Linked DNA regions of Oncorhynchus mykiss: region 1 is linked to region 2. A link is a contact called in public Hi-C data. All regions are on one chromosome and are shown on one strand. Each heading gives the region's core, a stretch centred on a gene start, on an enhancer-like site or on the middle of the called end of the contact. The rest is flanking DNA. Distances are from core to core; before and after follow the strand shown.

The links. A called contact is a pair of places that touch in the nucleus more often than the background predicts.
Region 1: a contact with region 2 is called in a Hi-C map of liver, with 6 times the contacts expected there. The contact joins the promoter of LOC110522637 here to the enhancer-like site in region 2. A contact is called at or near these places in 3 of 3 Hi-C or Micro-C datasets (blood and liver).

Annotation. Positions count from the first base shown.
Region 1 is chr4:41,572,127-41,578,397 of USDA_OmykA_1.1, forward strand. It overlaps LOC110522637 (feline leukemia virus subgroup C receptor-related protein 2), which reads right to left and starts at 1,289. Exons shown (of 10, transcript XM_021601106.2): 1 at 142-1,289. The coding sequence starts at 750. LOC110522638 (basic leucine zipper transcriptional factor ATF-like) reads right to left here. Exons shown (of 3, transcript XM_021601107.2): 3 at 5,040-6,271.
Region 2 is chr4:41,531,507-41,536,967 of USDA_OmykA_1.1, forward strand. It overlaps LOC110522637 (feline leukemia virus subgroup C receptor-related protein 2), which reads right to left. Exons shown (of 10, transcript XM_021601106.2): 8 at 5,139-5,250; 9 at 2,988-3,043. Among protein-coding and RNA genes, the nearest start is that of LOC110522637, 39 kb to the right of the region's middle. Within about 2 kb of position 4,070, at least 1 of the 11 cell types and tissues checked has an H3K27ac peak or open chromatin away from gene starts, as enhancers often do. A contact at or near this core is called in liver, where this site is marked.

The DNA of each region.
Region 1 (6,271 bases), core at 39-2,538, 38 kb after region 2:
TGGACACATTGGTGGAGTAATCTTTAACATTCCGATAAGTGACTAATAATTTTTTTAGGTGCAAAATGACCGAGTACATAAACAAATAGCTACATCTGCAATTACTTTTGAATGTATCTGACCTTAGACTACATAACATACCTGGTTTCCGAAGACCCCGATGGAGCAAGCGGTGGACACCTCCTCCGATCCAAACCACACCGAGGCGATCTTCGACGGCATCCCAAGGATAAACACCTGCGCAAGGGAGCAACAGAACTGTCCGAGCATGGTGACTGCGAACAGGTTGGGTCTCACACTGGTCACTTTGATCCAAGTCCCCGCGCAATTCATGGCTGTAGCCACCAGCGCAATGACACGGAGCCCCTTCTTATCCAGTAGCCAGGTGACCGGGAATATGAAGGGGATGTAAGTCAACATGTATATCATAGACATCCAATCTATAGTGAAAGACTCTACACCGTAGAACCTCATGAAAATGTTGTTGATAATTCCGTACTGGATCCATTGGAACGAGTTGCAGAGAGAATACGAGCTGAATAGCAACACGATGAACCATCTCCGCTTGTATAGTTTGATGGTTTGGTTTGTATCGTCCCCGTTCTGGTTGAGTCGTATCTTGTGCTCCATGGGCACGTCCTCGCTGTCAACGGCAGACTTCATAATTGTAATTTTTTCCAGATCTAACACATTTTGATTGTCTTTGATTTCGCCATAAACCAAGGAGGGTTTTTCATTTTCGCCGCTCATGTTGAAGTTCACTAATTAAAACGGGCCGGTGAATACAATACAGACACGTATGCTTCTCTCTTACATTTTAGTGAGAGTTCGGACCAGCTTGAATATGCGACAGCTCCCAGATCTTTTGACAGTACTCTAGTTTTGGGACACAAGCCAAACCAGCTACACCACCACTCGAAGTTCACCAATCAGAAACTACAACCGACACCACTCTCTATTTGATGCCACGTTAGCAAATAAAGTAGTTTAAAGTAAAGGCATTCCCCGAAATGAAAATGTGACGTTTCGGTTCGCTAAACAACCATTCAATAATTCGCTTTGCAAAGGGTAAACTAGACAAGTCACTCATAGACTACATTACAAGTAGCATAGGCGCACTTTTTTCCTGTTCCCGTTGTGCTGAAGTTGACAAAACAGTAGCCTACTTTCACAAGGAGTTCAAACTCAACAAATATAGCCAAACGTTTGTTTTTTAAATAATGTATGGAGATGTCATTCTGTTCAGCGTCGAGCGAAGTATCAATGGGCCACTTCGTTTTGCATGGCCAGCTGTCTCGGGTGGGTGGAGATTTCCTTTAAGGACCAATAATGGGATGGTCTAAAACAGGCGTGACAAAGTCATTCCATGGATGGCCTATGAGCTGCAAGGTTTTGTTTTTCCCTTTCAATTTCAGCCCAAGACCACCAGGTGTGAGGAATTCCTTACAAATGACTGACCTTAATTCATCACTCAAGTACAAGGGAAGAACGCAAACCCACCGACACTCGGCCCTCCGTGGAATGAGTTTGACACCTTTTGTTTTAAAACATTTAAACTCCGCTGAGACGGGCCACAGGGCCATGCAAAACGAACTTTCCCAATGTAAACGCCCGTCTACGTCACCACGTAGGGCCAACCAACCCACTACCCAATGAACCCTCACTCGCCGTCTGTGTTGAAATTGGGCACGACCGAGGAGGAGGAGCTACATTTTGCAACCGAACATCCGACTTTGGTTGCCGACTAAAATTATTCTACTATCAATGCCAAAATGCTATTTCTGCTGTTGGTGATATAGGCTATACAACACACTTCCACAAAGCACCATCCACTGACCCAAGATAAAATAGAATACAATACAATAGAGTAGATTACAATATAATATAATATGGAGCTAGAATAGAATAGAATAGAATAGAATGGAATATAATACCATGTAATAGAATAACATTGAAAATGGCACTGGAATTGGAATAGATCATGTTATGTTACATGTTCATAAAATGTAAAGCGACCATTGGTCTGAAAACATGAGGCTTCCACCCAATGTTCCCTCTAAACTTGCATGCGTTAGCAGACGTGCTGTAGCCCCGAGACTGCCGCACAGCTCCCATGAGACTGCCACACGGCTCCCACGAGACTGCCGTACAGCTTCCACGAGACTGCCGCAAAACTCCCACGGGACTGCCAGACAGCTCCTACGAGACTGCCGCAAAGCTCCCATGAGACTGCCGTACAGCTCCCATGAGACTGCCATACAGCTCCCATGAGACTGCCATACAGCTCCCACGAGACTGCCGTACAGCTCCCACGAGACTGCCATACAGTTCCCATGAGACGCCGCAAAGCTCCCACGAGACTGCCATACAGCTCCCACGAGACTGCCGTACAGCTCCCACGAGACTGCCATACAGCTCACACAAGACTGCCATACAGCTCCCATGAGACTGCCGTAGAGCTCCCACGAGACTGCCGTACAGCTCCCATGAGACTGCCATACAGCTCCCATGAGACTGCCGTACAGCTTCCACGAGACTGCCGCAAAGCTCCCACAAGACTGCCGTACAGCTCCCATGAGACTGCCGTACAGCTTCCACGAGACTGCCGCAAAGCTCCCACGAGACTGCCATACAGCTCCCACGAGACTGCCACAAAGCTCCCACGAGACTGCCATACAGCTCCCATGAGACTGCCGCACAGCTCCCACGAGACTGTCATACAGCTCCCACGAGACTGCCGGACAGCTCCCACGAGACTGCCTTAAAGCTCCCATGAGACTGCCATACAGCTCACACGAGACTGCCGTACAGCTCCCCCTGGCTATCTGTAAATTATGTCTGAGTATTGGAGCGTGCCCCTGGCTATCTGTAAATTATGTCTGAGTGTTGGAGTGTTCCCCTGGCTATCTGTAAATTATGTCTGAGTGTTGGAGCGTGCCCCTGGCTATCTGTAAATTATGTCTGAGTGTTGGAGCGTGCCCCTGGCTATCTGTAAATTATGTCTGAGTGTTGGAGCGTGCCCCTGGCTATCTGTAAATGATGTCTGAGTGTTGGAGCGTTCCCCTGGCTATCTGTAAATGATGTCTGAGTGTTGGAGCGTGCCCCTGGCTATCTGTAAAAAAATTTAAAAACTAGAAAATGGTGTCGTATGGTTTGATAATGAATTTGAAATGATTTATACTTTTACTTTTGATACTTAAGTATATTTTAGCAATTACATGTACTTTTGGCACATAATAAGTAGGATTTTAAACCAAATACTTTTGGATTTTTACTCAAGTAGTATTTTACTGGGTGACTTTCCCTTTCTCTTGAGTCATTTTTATTACAGTATCTTTACTTTTACTCAAGTATGACAATCGGGGTACTTTTTCCACCACTGGGCATAGCCAATCAGAGCTGCAGTAGGCCTATATGCAAATAAACTATTGCCATTTATGGATCTGTGTCGTATACATTGAACTGGATTGTGTTTTACAGCTGTGGTCATAAGTAGATTTGTTTTATTTATTTTTTATTTAACCTTTATTTAACTAAGGCAAGTCAGTTAAGAACAAATTCTTATTTTACAATGACGGCCCACCCCGGTCAGAACCCTCCCCTAACCCGGACGACACTGGGCCAATTCTGCACCGCCCTACGGGACTCCCGATCACAGCCGTTTGTGACACAGCCCGGGATCGAACCAGGGTCTGTAGTGATGCCTCTACCACTGTGCCACTCGGGAGCCTTATGATGCATTTGTTTTGAGATCGAAGTGAGAGCTGCATACAGCTACATGTGCACATTGTGTTCATAATCTTTGCTAGCTGTTGAGTTATTTGCCCAGTAATATGTCATTTGTAGTCAGCAATAGGAGAGGGATTGCTTCCTACAAGAGCACATTACGTGCACATTACGTGTACATTACGTGTACATTATGTGCACATTACGTGCACATTACGTGCACATTTCTAGACATCTTTGAAAAGTAAGTCAGGTAAAGAGATTTTTATTTTGTCTTAAAGGGGCAGTGTTGTATTCTGAGACAGGCTTGAATAAGCTCAGTAGCCAATAGACAGAGGGGTAGTATAATTTGTCTGATTCGCTGTAATAATGGTATGGGAATAATAATGTATTTTATTTTGTAAAGTGGTTTCTTGCATCAAACAACACAACGTTTTCAGTCACCTCCTTGTCTGAAGGACAAGTGGATAAACAGGTTAAAGGTCAAGCTCTGCATGTTTTTTTCCCCCTCAAAGGTCTCATGGGATGTAGGCCTACATTGAACACCACACATTGTCTGCTACTGTAGTCTGAATGATAGAACAGCTATTTCCATGTTAAAATGTTATGGGATGCATTTTCTCCATTGTTTTTGATGGTAGGTCACTCCGGTAGGCCTCTCTGGTAGGCCTCTCTGGTAGGCCTCTCTGGTAGGCCTACATTATGATCAAGCAGACACAGTAGCCTACTTGGCCACTGTTAAAACTGTAACTTAAAGCAGGTACAGCCTCAGTGTTCACAGTAAAACTGTAACTTAAAGCAGGTACAGCCTCAGTGTTCACAGTAAAACTGTAACTTAAAGCATGAACAGCCTCAGTGTTCACAGTAAAACTGTAACTTAAAGCAGGAACAGCCTCGGTGTTCACAGTAAAACACACTGGAAGTAGCACAGAATTTTCACAATGTTCATGTTTGCCCTCAGCAGACCTGATGTTTGCTCAGGTTCGGAAAAAACATTTCTGAGTTTCTATATTTATTTGTTAAATGTACTGTAAGACATTTAAAATAAAATAAAATTCAATACAACATTCAAAGAAATTAATTAAAAAAATACAAGCACTATACTACTGATGGTAAACTAAACTTGTATTTATTTTATTTATTTATTTTATTTCACCTTTATTATGTCCTGTCTCAGTACCAGTCTATAAGATAATCACTTATATCAGAGCATACAATGCATACTGTTCCTTAACAAGGCTTACCCTTAATTACTTATAGGTACACGACTCCACCTTGTGACCATTAAATAAGAGTCTTTTTTTTTTTTCTCCAAAAAACGAATTCAAGATGATTCGAACGGTAGACTCTTGAGTCAACAAAGTTATTTTCAAACTGTTTCACTTTAGGCAGAATGTACACGTATTCAAATCAGACTAGAAAAGCAGCTGTTTTGTGAGAAAAATAGTAAAATAATGTACACATCATTGAGTAATCCAAGCTATTTCCAACGCTCCAATCAGTCATGTGCAATAGTGGTAGTCGTGAACATGAGAAATGCACACAAAAAAAAAACTAAAGGCTGGGATGATACCAGTATTGCGATATTTATTTCTATGGCAAAGAAGGAAAACACGAACCAGATCAGATTCTTTGGTCCTTTAAAAACCTGCTGTATGGAACATATGTTGTGATATAGCCTGGTACTAAACCTGCTGTATGGAACATATGTTGTCATATAGCCTGGTACTAAACCTGCTGTATGGAACATATGTTGTGATATAGCCTGGTACTAAACCTGCTGTATGGAACATATGTTGTGATATAGCCTGGTACTAAACCTGCTGTATGGAACATATGTTGTGATATAGCCTGGTACTAAACCTGCTGTATGGAACATATGTTGTGATATAGCCTGGTACTAAACCTGCTGTATGGAACATATGTTGTGATATAGCCTGGTACTAAACCTGCTGTATGGAACATATGTTGTGATATAGCCTGGTCCTAAACCTGCTTTATGGAACATAGGTTGTGATATAGCCTGGAAAATAACTACATGTGACTCTGGATGATAACATAGTGATGTTCGTTTCCAACATTAAGACTGTTTTTCTAAAGAAGTTAAATCTGCTTTGTGTTTTGTTCCCTTGCCACAATACTAACAAGTATCTTCGTGATACTAGTATCGTCCCAGTCCTGGCGGCAAAGCGTTGTAATAGTATATAATATAAATTACTTGAAACGTAAACACGGAATCCTTTCATTGTTGTATAAATGTCAATAGTACAATAAAAAAAATCATTCAATCATGCTGGTTTTATGTCCTGTAGATGTTGACTATTGGCATAGTCAAGGTCTTGATTCTATGGTCGAGTCATACATTTGAAATTACCATCTAGGTGCCTTTACACAATTCTGATCTTTTGTCATTAATTATTTTTTTGACCAATCAGACATTTTGACAATAATTGGGCAAAAGATCAGAATTTGGCTGCCTGTGTAAAAGAAGCCTTTGTCATCTTTTAATATCAGAAAATTGTTGATCTGATGCAAAGACATCATT
Region 2 (5,461 bases), core at 2,820-5,319:
ATATGAGTCAAAGAGAATGTCTTGTCCTGCTCCTGCATTCATCCCAGACATCAGCAACAGAGCATTGGGATAGATGCATGTCTGACATCAATGTGTGCTCAATAATGATCATTTAATATGGTCAATTTCAGAAAATGTTATGTAACATAAACATGCTGTTGAAGAGTAGACTATGGTGTAATGGAAGGTTCTGCCTTGTGTGGAAGGTTCTGCCTTGTGTGGAAGGTTCTGCCTTGTGTGGAAGGTTCTGCCTTGTGTGGAAGGTTCTGCCTTGTGTGGAAGGTTCTGCCTTGTGTGGAAGGTTCTGCCTTGTGTGGAAGGTTTTGTGGGTTTTGACACTTTTGTCGGTGTCATAACCAGCCATAAAATAAAGCAATATACATTCTGAAAGCATTCAGGCCCCTTCTCTTTTTCTACATTTTGTTACAGCCTTATTCTAAAATTGATAACTTTCTTTTTTTCCCCCTCATCAATCTACACACAATACCAATTAACGACAAAGCAAAAAACAGAAATAACTTAAATTACATAAGTATTCAGAATCTGTGCTGAGATTTGAAATTGAGCTCAGGTACATCCTGTTTCCATTGATCATCCTTGATGTTTCTACAACTTGTGGTCATTTCAATTGATGGAACATGATTTGGAAAGGCACACACCTGTCTATATAAGGTCTCACAGTTGACAGTGCATATCAGAGTAAAAATCAAGCCATGAGGTTTAAGGAATTGTCCGTAGAGCTCCGAGACAAGGTTGTGTCGAGGCACAGATCTGGGGAAGGGTACCAAAACATTTCTGCAGCATTGAAGGTCCCCAAGTACACAGTGGCCTCCATCATTCTTAAATGGAAGAAGTTTGGAACCGCCAAGACTCTTCCTAGAGCTGGTCACCAGGCCAAACTGAGGAATCAGGAGAGAAGGGCTTTGGTCAGGGAGGTGACCAAGAACCCAATGGTCACTGACAGAGCCCCAGAGTTCCTCTGTGGAGATGGGTCAACCATCTCTGCAGCGCTCCACCATTCAGGCCTTTATGATATAATGGCCAGACAGAAGCCACTCCTCAGTAAAAGTCACATGACAGCCCATTTGGAATTTGCCAAACGGCACTTAAAGGACTCTCAGACCATGAGAAATAAGATTCTCTGGTCTGATGAAACCAAGATTTGGTCTGAATGCCACACGTCACATCTGGAGGAAACCAGGCACCATTCCTACAGTGAAACATGGGTGGCAGCATCATGCATGGAGACTACTCAGGATCGATTGAAAAATGAACAGAGCAAAGTAGAGAGAGAGATCTTTGATGAAAACCTGCTCCAGAGCTCTCAGGACCTCAGACTGGGGCGACAGTTCACCTTCCAACAGGACAACAATGCCAAGCACACAGCTAAGACAAAGCAGGAGTGGCTTCGTGACAAGTCTCTGAATGTCCTTGAGTGGCCCAGCCAGAGCCCGAACTTGAACCCGATCAAACATCTCTGGAGAGACCTGAAAATAGCTGTGCAGCGACGCTCCTCATCCAACCTGACAGATCTTGAGAGGATCTGCAGAGAAGAATGGGAGAAACTCCCCAAATACAGGTGTGCCAAGCTTGTAGCGTCATACCCAAGAAGACTTGAGGCTGCAATCGCTGCTGTAAATGTGATATTTCCATTTTTGTAAAGAAAATTCTGCAAACCTGTTATTGCTTTGTCATTATGGGTAAATTGATTAAAAAAAATAACTATTTCATCAATTTTAGAATAACGATTTAAAGTAACAAAATGTGGAAAAAGTCAAGGGGCCTGAATACTTTTGGAATGAACTGTGTCACAATAGGTTTAAATATATGTCATGACAGTGTTACGACATGTTACGACAGTTGGGTCAGCTGTTATAACCGTGTTATAACGTTTTGTCAAGTGTTACCAAAACAAACATACATTTACAAAACTTCAGAAGTTATTTTGAATTGAGGGGAGTTACTGCTCTCAATAAATGGAAAATGGAGTTACTAAGTTGTCTGAGAGCGACCTGATCTGATCAGGTTGTCCTATTGAGGTCAAAACATCTATCAAAGTGGTCAAATTTGACGACTTCTGACTTACTGGAAAAAACGTGTCCGATAGAGATAGTAAGGGGTTATAAACAGACACACAGAGAGAACACATTAGACAGACAGACAGAGGAAACACATTAGACAGACAGACAGAGGAAACACATTAGACAGACAGACAGAGGAAACACATTAGACAGACAGACAGAGGAAACACATTAGACAGACAGACAGAGGAAACACATTAGACAGACAGACAGAGGAAACACATTAGACAGACAGACAGAGGAAACACATTAGACAGACAGACAGAGGAAACACATTAGACAGACAGACAGAGGAAACACATTAGACAGACAGACAGAGGAAACACATTAGACAGACAGACAGAGGAAACACATTAGACAGACAGACAGAGGAAACACATTAGACAGACAGACAGAGGAAACACATTAGACAGACAGAGGAAACACATTAGACAGACAGAGGAAACACATTAGACAGACAGAGGAAACACATTAGACAGACAGAGGAAACACATTAGACAGACAGAGGAAACATTACACACACAGAGAGAGAGAGAACACATTAGACAGACAGACACACACAGAGAGAGAGAGAGAGTATTAGACAGACAGACACACAGAGAGAGCATTAGACAGACAGACACACAGAGAGAACATTAGACAGGCAGACATACAGAGAGAACATTAGACAGACAGACACACAGAGAGAACATTAGACAGACAGACACACAGAGAACATTAAACAGACAGACACACAGAGAACATTAAACAGACAGACATGCAACTCAGCATGAGACAAGTAATTCTAGGAGCAACAGCAAAATACTGTAAGGTGACTTTCGGAGCAGACTGCACCAGACATGCATAGCTACACAGAAACGGATTTAACACACACACTTCCCCCCTCAGCCAGCCCCCCACACTTACAGCTGCCTTGGCTAACTGGTTGGCCTTCTGTCTCTGCAGGTCTGACTTGATGAAGCCTGGAGAGAGAAAAACATTTCTTAAAAAGCGGACATGCATGTTTAGGGTTTACGTAAGACTAGTGAGGTGTGTGCCAGCCATTTTGATGCCTGCAACACATGACCTTTCAGCAGATCCCTCTATACAATTCCATTATCAGGTTTTTTACGGTTCAGGTCAGTGGTGTCCAATTAAGACCCAGACAACCAGGTGAGGGTGGGAGTTCCTAACTAAATGAATTAAGACCTAGACAACCAGGTGAGTGTGGGAGTTCCTAACTAAATCAACTAAGACCCAGACAACCAGGTGAGGGTGGAAGTTCCTAACTAAATCAATTAAGACCTAGACAACCAGGTGAGGGTGAAAGTTCCTAACTAAATAAATTAAGACCTAGACAACCAGTTGAGGGTGGAAGTTCCTAACTAAATCAATTAAGACCTAGACAACCAGGTGAGGGTGGGAGTTCCTAACTAAATCAATTAAGACCTAGACAACCAGGTGAGGGTGGGAGTTCCTAACTAAATCAATTAAGACCTAGACAACCAGGTGAGGGTGAAAGTTCCAAACTAAATCAATTAAGACCTAGACAACCAGGTGAGGGTGAAAGTTCCTAACTAAATCAATTAAGACCTAGACAACCAGGTGAGGGTGGGAGTTCCTAACTAAATCAATTAAGACCTAGACAACCAGGTGAGGGTGAAAGTTCCTAACTAAATCAATTAAGACCTAGACAACCAGGTGAGTGTGGGAGTTCCTAACTAAATCAACTAAGACCCAGACAACCAGGTGAGGGTGGAAGTTCCTAACTAAATCAACTAAGACCCAGACAACCAGGTGAGGGTGGAAGTTCCTAACTAAATCAATTAAGACCTAGACAACCAGGTGAGGGTGAAAGTTCCTAACCAATCTGTGGAGTGAAAACCCACAGACTCCGCTCTCGAGGAGAGGAGTCTGATAAGTGGATCAGGTAAATACATTATTTGTTGTTTCACTGTGTTGCTTGTCAAATAGCATGAAAGAATGTTCCCTATAGCAAAGACAGTAAGGTACAGCTTCCACTAGAGGGCACTCAATACAAAAAAGAATTACACCATACTACGACGCGCACAATACATAAATCCTTCAATAAAAAAGCTGGAAGGACTAATTCATAAGAGGTTTATAACTTTGTTAATATTACAACATGACCTAGTTCATTATCTATACTATGGCTCAGATTGTAAATAATTGGTGGTCATGAGTTGCCGATGTTTAATTTAACTATAGTTTACCATAAATACTGCCCATGCAGTAACGCTCTGTTGCTGACCCTTAACCCTTCCCAGTCATACAATAAATCATTAACATAAATGAACTTGGGACTTTAGCCCTGGCCAACAACAACCAGTATGTACTTTCAAGAGGAGTTTAGGGCTCATTGATTTATTACTTCAATTGATTTATAGTTCTCCCCTAAATACTGCCCCTCTGGACTGATCTTTAACCCTTCACATCGTTAACATAATCTAGCGCAGTGTTTCTCAAACTGGGTCCTGGGGCCCCCACTGGGTACACGTTTTGGTTTTTGCCCTAGCACTACACATCAGATTCAAATAAAATCAAATTTGATCATTTGAAAATCAGCTGTGTAGTTTAAGGTTAAAACATTATTATTTTTTTAAATGTGCATCCCTTGGTGTCCAGAGGAACAAGTTTAGGGTCTATTGTCATGTTGGTGAACTTGGACTTCAGCCCTGATGTTCTCCAGTAGTCAGTATGGATGTATTTAAGGAATTACACAGCAGCTCTCTGGAGTTAACCCTTCAAGGGCCAATCAGTAGCCTCACTTTCCTCTCATGTGGGTGAATGTGGACTTGAACTACAGTAGCCAATGGCACCCTATTCCCTATGTAGTGCACTACTTTAGACCAGAGCCCTATGGCACCCTATTCCCTATGTAGTGCACTACTTTAGACCACAGCCCTACGGCACTCTATTCCCTATGTAGAGCACTACTTTAGACCAGAGCCCTATGGCACCCTATTCCCTACATAGTGCACTACTATAGACCAGAGCCCTATTCCCTATGTAGTGCACTACTTTAGACCACCACCATCATCAGAAAAAGGTCTTTACCTGTGAGGACCGATCCAATGAAGAGGAAGACGCAGAGGAAGATGTTTCCTGCCAGCGTCCCGTAGTTATCTATGATCTTCCCCTGGCAGATAGTGAACATGATACCAAACACCTGTGCGTGTATATATAGAGAGAGAGCGAGACAGAAAGTGAATTATCAATTATCTTTCCTTGACAGATAGTGAACATGATACCAAACACCTGTCGGGGGAAGTGGCCCTCTACACCAGTAGATCCCAAACTGTGGAGCGCACCAAATGTAACACTGACCTACTTAAACTGTTTAACAGTGTTGGGTATAGGCCATTTCCCTGACATCTGGA